2 separate regions of the Oryzias latipes genome follow, and region 1 is linked to region 2. Evidence: chromatin contacts called from public Hi-C data. All regions are on one chromosome and are shown on one strand. Each heading gives the region's core, a stretch centred on a gene start, on an enhancer-like site or on the middle of the called end of the contact. The rest is flanking DNA. Distances are from core to core; before and after follow the strand shown. Region 1 holds the start of tfap2b (transcription factor AP-2-beta). Region 2 overlaps map3k5 (mitogen-activated protein kinase kinase kinase 5).

The links. A called contact is a pair of places that touch in the nucleus more often than the background predicts.
Region 1: a contact with region 2 is called in a Hi-C map of embryo, with 3 times the contacts expected there. The contact joins the promoter of tfap2b here to the enhancer-like site in region 2. A contact is called at or near these places in 3 of 5 Hi-C or Micro-C datasets (embryo and gastrula embryo).

What each region holds. Positions count from the first base shown.
Region 1 is chr24:18,922,452-18,925,980 of ASM223467v1, forward strand. It overlaps tfap2b (transcription factor AP-2-beta), which reads right to left and starts at 2,014. Exons shown (of 7, transcript XM_023953210.1): 1 at 1,888-2,014; 2 at 311-769. The coding sequence starts at 1,935.
Region 2 is chr24:18,729,146-18,732,383 of ASM223467v1, forward strand. It overlaps map3k5 (mitogen-activated protein kinase kinase kinase 5), which reads right to left. Exons shown (of 30, transcript XM_023952698.1): 20 at 1,236-1,413; 21 at 265-282. Among protein-coding and RNA genes, the nearest start is that of LOC101175213, 22 kb to the left of the region's middle. Within about 2 kb of position 1,611, at least 2 of the 8 cell types and tissues checked have an H3K27ac peak or open chromatin away from gene starts, as enhancers often do. A contact at or near this core is called in embryo, where this site is marked.

The DNA of each region.
Region 1 (3,529 bases), core at 764-3,263, 190 kb after region 2:
AATGAAATCCTCCACAGCTGAGCTGCAGCTCCTGCTGCCTTTGGAGGATTTAGGGCCAAAGTCACTGAAAAGAAGCTGGATTTTATGCATGCCTTTAAAATAAATATTGTAATAATTTAATAGCATTTGGGGATTTTTATTTTAAAATAAAGGTTAACAAAATATTAGAAAACCGTTCATTTATTTTGTTAAAAATGGTCAATTTAAGCTTTTATTTTGTTAAATGTACACAAAATAATGCCCAAAAAATGAAATCTTCATTGAATGAACAAAAAACAACTTATTTAAAAACCTGAAACTGATGGATCACCTGCACTTCGTCCATGCCGTGCAGCCCGTGCAGCAGACTGTCCCCCATCCCGGGTTCGAGCCCCGGATGGGTGGAGTGAAGCAGCACGTCAGGGCGCCGCACGCCGTAGTCCCGCCGCGGGTCTAGGCCCGACAGCTGAGGCAGCGAGGCCCGCGGCTGCGCTAGCAGCGACGAGCCGTCCATGCGCTCCCCGGAGGCGTCCTGGCGCTGGCGCGCGCCCCACGCGCCCTGCTGGCTCTGGTGTAGAGAGTTCAGGGAGTAAGGGTCGCTCACGTGGGAGTACGGGTCCTGGCTCTGGTAGTGTGCGAGCGGCTGATACGGAGGGGGGAAGTACGGCGGCTGGAAGTCCGAGGAGGGCGCGTGGGACAACGGCGGCGCGCTGGAGTAAGGGCCCCCGTGCGCCACTGAACCCAGCTGTGACAGGCGCGAGCTGTGGCTCGAGACCCCATCATGTCGGTCCTTAAAGCAGAAAAAAGATTTCAAGCGTTAAAACCAGCAGAGTTCCCCCCTCTTCATCCGCGCGTCTTTGGTTGGAGGGGTCCTGCATCCACACTCACCGCGGCGGAATAGGAGTGCACCAACATCTGGACAAACCTCTGGAGCAGCGGGACGAAGCGCGAGGTCGTGGGCCGAGATGAAGCGAAGTGATTCCAGGTCAGCGCACTCTGAGTGTGTCTGCAGGCATGCCTGCACCCCGCTCTGACTGTGCGCGCTCAGCTCCCGCCTCTACGCCCCGCTGTAATTGTTATTCATGACTGAGACTTACAGGAATATTAATGCGCGCCGCGCGGGCAGGGGACTGGCAACACACGGAGCGTGAAGCCTTTCCGGGAGTGACGTTTGGAGTCCGTGGAGGGCCGACCCGCTAAGCCTGAATCTGACGCAGACAAGTGCGCCTTTTTTTTAACCCACAAGGGGGGCCAATTTACGCACGTTTTTGGAGGACACAAACACGCGCAAGAGTAAACTTGTGAACACCCCTCCCCTCTCATGCCCTACACTCTTTCAAAATTCAGGATTTTTATTTTTGTAGACGAGTTATTTTTGAGAAAGGTTTGTCTTAGTTCACACTGGAGGCCCCACTCTGCCCCCCGTGGGTTCCTCGCGCATGTGGGAGAAAAGTGCGGCGCCCTCATCGTTGACTGCTCTGTTCTCCAAACGCTCCTTCAGAGATGAAAGCCAGAAGATTTCCACGAAGTTCTCACTGATCTGCTCATGTTTGCAACAATTTAAGGAATTTAATAATATATATTTATGTAAAAACCTCCACAAATCTGTTTTTTCCCCAAACAGTTTAAAAAAATATGGATCATTTTACACAGAAATACACCCCACTATACACGAGATGTAAAAAGATCTAATTTAAACAGTTTTTAATTTTATTTTAGTGGCTTTAAAACTAAAATAGTTGTTCCTAAAATGTAGTTTACAGTATATAACAGTTTAAAGACACAAAAACATATTTTAGGCCTCAATGCCTCACATCTAAAGTAAAAGAAAATCTACAACAAAATCTCTAAATCCGAGCAAGAGCATCGGATTTAATGTCAATCCCAAATTACAAACAGTCGGATTACCTCGTAAATATCTTCATACTTGACATTCTCCACTAGTTTCCACAGCATGGTCGCCTCTCCGATGTCGGTAAAGCGAATGCAGCCAAGTGAGGAGCCTCTACTGTGTTTCTCTCTCCTCCTTCCCTCCCCTCTCCTCACCCCCCCCCCTCCTCTAATGTCAGAAAGGCAGGCTTTGTGAATGGGGAACCCCTCCAAGGACTCCTCTGCAGCCAAGAGGAGCCACGGGGCTCCGTGGAGTCGAAAGGGGAGGATGCATGTTTTATTGATCTCTGCAGTAATTAAAACACAAAGAAAAAAATATGTATTTACCTATTGTGGAACCACAATAGTTTTTGTCAGATTACACTGAAAATCTTCCATGGATGAGCCCACAGTTCCCTGTTTCTTCTGTTTTTTTCTTGTTGTGTAAACGTCCAGGTGCTGTGAGATTATTAGAAACAACAGTCCACTCCGAATATCCAACAAACGCTGATTGCTGCTGCAGGATCTCATCAGAAATGGTTGTGATCTCACGTTTACAGAGCTAGAATTTTATGTCTTCTTCTTCCTCACACTTTTCTCATTTTTTCTTGTAAAGTTGCTTATTTTTAAAGACCTACTCCATTAAAAATGTTGTTTTTGGTGTTTTTAACATGTTCTTGTTGTATTTATCTGATGATGGAGAACATATATTTAAAAAATGTAGGCTTATAATTGCATCTCTGAGTATTTCTTTTTTATAAACAGTTGTGAATTAGAAGCCGATGAAAATCTGTTGTTGGAAAACAATCGTGTTTGTGTCGTAAAGAATACATTCAAGGTACTACAGTCTTCCTGCTCCGCTCAATTCTGATTCATCCACCTGCAGACAAATAGATCCATGAATGTATTTGTTTTCCTCGTCTGAGCTGGAATCTGGATCAGAACTGAATGGCTGAGTAGCTTCAATCTTGCTGGCATTTTTGTTGCACCGGTAATGTTAGGTTGGGAGTGTGATGGGCTGTAAGCTAGTGGGAGAGAGTGTGAACAGAGAACTTTTAGTAACATGGAAGGGAAAGGGAGGTTGGGTTGTTCGCCGACGGTCCCGCTCACAACACAAAGGTGAGTTGTTGTTTTTTTTCACTTTGCCTAAAAACAGCATAATCATATAAAAAAAAAACACTGATCGTTTCTTTCTTTATGAGTTTTCCTTCTGTCTCACGCCTGGATTTGGTTCCCATGAAAACCCCTTTCTTTACGGAGACTTTGCTGGTTTGGCAAATAGGCGGAGCCAATAATCCCAGCAGTTGCTGGAAAACTTTCTGGTCACCTGCACAGTTTCTGATCTGTCAATTCTTTTTTTTTTCTTTGCTTCATTTTCTGATTTCTAACATTTCTCAGGAAAGGGAAAGTGTCTTTTCAAGAGGTTGTTCTCTGGAACGCAGGTGAGGCAACATCTGTCGGTTTTCCTGCTGTCCTTCCTCTGATCCCTAGAGACCATGCGGATAAACAGATTCTGACAAACTGATCCATCAACTGCAAGGAGGGAATGGTTTAGAAATCCTCAGGTTGGTATAGATTTGCAGAATCAAGAAGATTTTGCATTTCAGAAACACTAGATCTTCTGGGATTTTCCCTCCACCTCTTCAGAGGAAAGGAGGGACCATCCAAACATCCAGTCTGT
Region 2 (3,238 bases), core at 361-2,860:
ATGAAGCCGTTTAGAGCTCCAGCGTGGAAAAACTAATTCATCAAAAGTGATGCAACTTGAATTTAGCGGCGACTCCCAGCCGCCGTACTTCAGTGGCAGGGGAGCATGTGGTTGTGTAACATCTATTTTAAGTTGCAGTGAGGGAGACATGTAAACTGTGGCCCACATCGTTAGCAAAGCAGGCAGCTGTTTTCAAAAAATGACAGCCAGTTTACGAAAAAGAGCAAGCAGAGATAAATGAGTGTAGAAGGCAGAAAAACTCACCGGACCCGGCGGACTGAGCTGTAAGGGGAGGGATAGACGTGTTAGACAAGCTGGAAGAAAAACATTTCCAAGAAAGCCCGCCCGGTAACAAAAACAATGTACAAAAGTAACAAGAATATCTCAAATCTGGAATAATTCAGGCAATTATAATCAATTTAGGGACTATAATGAAATATAGTATAGAAAAGAAAATTCAAATCACAAAATAATCTATTAAAAAACATTAAAATGTAACCTTTCATTTTACTAATTACGTCCTATTTGTATAGTTTTTTTTTGCAAAAGCTTCTATATTGTAACAATTAATGCTGTATTTATTTATTCTAAAACATAGCAATATGGACTTAAAAACTGATAATGTTTTGGTTTTTGAGGCATTTTTGTGGTGATGGAGGACATATCGGTATATTAAATTATTTAAATTTCGGAGTATTTCTTTATTCAAATTGTTGTGAATCAGCAGCGGTATTGAAAGCTACGGCAAGCCTCAAGCTCCCTGCTCTGCTCCATTCTGATACATCCACTTGCAGACAAATGGATCCATGAACGTCTTTGTTATCCTGGTCTGAGCTGGAATCTGGATCTTAACTGTACAGCTGGATAGCTCTGATAGAGAATGTAAACAAAGAGCTCTCAGCAATGGGGGTGGGTTTGCTCGACACCAATGGTCCCATCTACAACTCAGAGGTTTCTAATGAATTCTAATTTCTAATGAACTCCTGCCGCTCTGCAGAAACTATGTCCCAGAAAACAGCACAGTTTTTATTTTCATTTTGGGTAAAAATGGCGTAATTATAATTAAAAGATCACTGTGGATCAAAAGATGATCAGAGTGGAACTTTAAGGATTAATTGAAACATGCTGATTAGGATTTTATGTTTTCCATCACAATAAATAATTGGGCGATTTCCTTCTTGCTGCATGAACTGTGGTGTAGAAAAAAAGATCTGGAGGTGTTGAGGAGCATCCACCTGTGAGGCTGTTCTTGCTCTTCTTCCTGCGGCTGGTGACGGTGAGGAACTCATCGGTAAGGAGATCAAAGGCTGTGGCCCTGCGATCCGGATCGGGCTCAAAGCAGCGCAGGATGAAGGCCTTGGCCTCCAGGGACATGGACTCTGGGATCTCTGGGTGGATCTTAAACATCCCCACCTGCAGGCGAAGCACAAACAGTAAGAGATCAATTCGGGAGAAGCATTTTTTCGACTCAACATCGCTCAGTCGGGACTTCCCGGCTCAGTTCGGAGTTGTTGGAAGATGGCCAGAAATTCTGCTCAGTAATCCTGAGGAATGCTGCTGTTTTTGGCCTGAGACATTCCACAGGCATGACTGCGGATCCTATCAGGGTGTTTTTGTGTGTTAAGATGTCTCTCGGTGATCACCCGTATAGGGCAGGAACAGCATGAGATCATTGCTGAGATGGAAACGTGTGGAGACTGTAATCTTTGTGGAAAGATTCTTTTTTGTTCTTCATGTCAACAAGGCCACACAAACTCCTTTTGTTCTGTTTCTTTTTCATCCCCCCAAAAGGCTTTGCGTTTAATATTTGCGTTGTTAACGCATTGATTTTTTTCTTTGGTAAATCATTGTCTTTATCGTTTTAGGTTTACTCATCATCATCGTTAAAAAATGATTTATTACAAGTCAAACATTAGCTTTTCTTCAGTATTTTATTTTTTGTTTTTACTTGTGGGTCAGAGCCTTGGAATTTCTTTTGAAAGTACTTTAACTGTTTTTTCTCTGGTAAAGCTAACAGACATCTCTAACTGAAATGTTAATTACGTCAACTGGCAGTGTGCAGGATTGCCGTTGTTAGTCTGTAAAAGTTATGCTAAGCACAGCTTGTAACTTCTATAAGTTGGCTTTATGTGTTTGTTTTTGAATTAGGATTAGCATTTTGGATTTGCATGTTTTACATAGCTCTGTTGGGGTTGTGTTGTTGATGTGTTCTTGCATTAAGATTTTTTTCCTCTTATCCTTACGATACGAGGAATAAAGTCCTTAAAAGGAACATTGTGTCGTCAACAAAAGCTGCTTAGATCGCCACTACATTGTAGTAACTGCAGTTCTGTCCGCAATGCAGCGGACAGAACTGCAGTTACTACAATGTAGTGGCGATCTGAAGGTCAGACTTCTTTGTTCTACATCATAAAGCAGATCACGCCAGTCAGACGACTCATCAGTTAGCACACACGCTGATAAAGCTCGTGCAAAGACAACGCTGCAAGTGCCAACGAAGACTCAAAGAGACACATTGAAAGGAACACTTTCATTCTTTTGGTTAATCGTGCAAAACAACAAAGACTGTAGTTTGTTAGCAGAAGGAATGATGGGATGCTAGAACCATCCATAGGTGACCAAGCGATCTTGCAGATGTTGGAAAAGGAGATTGATAAAGCCTTAATCACATGGGTCCGTATAGGGATTGACCCATTTGGGGGCTGCAGGTTTTTGGGTTGTCCGGGCCTATAGAGGGTCATAGACAGAAGCAGCCGGGCCTAAAGGGGAGGGCAGGTATGTCTTGTTGTTCCCCTAACCTAGTGTTATCCTAGGCACTTTAACGTTGGGAGTTGGGTCATCTAGACCCACTAGACAGTGCGCTGAACCTTTTTTCTTCAATGATTTGTGATCTTCACTGGTCTCCATGGATTACATGAAATCTTTCCACCTTTATCCACCTTTGTCATGGTAGGGAGAACACGTCAATGTAAGGGTGGGGTCATCTAAGATAGCACAAGGGTTGGGGCCACCTCAACGTCATGAAAATGGAAGGTACAGTTGTCGTATGCATGGTAAGTGTATGGAGAAGTATTTGCAAGGATAATGCAAGTTACACAAACCTGCATGACTCTTTGGAACACTCTAGCATTAGTGAGACCCCCTTCTAGCCCCCTACTGACAAATGTGTACAAATGCTGCATGCACGGGGTGTGCAGGTAACACAACAGTTTCCATAAGAGACCCATACAAAGTACAC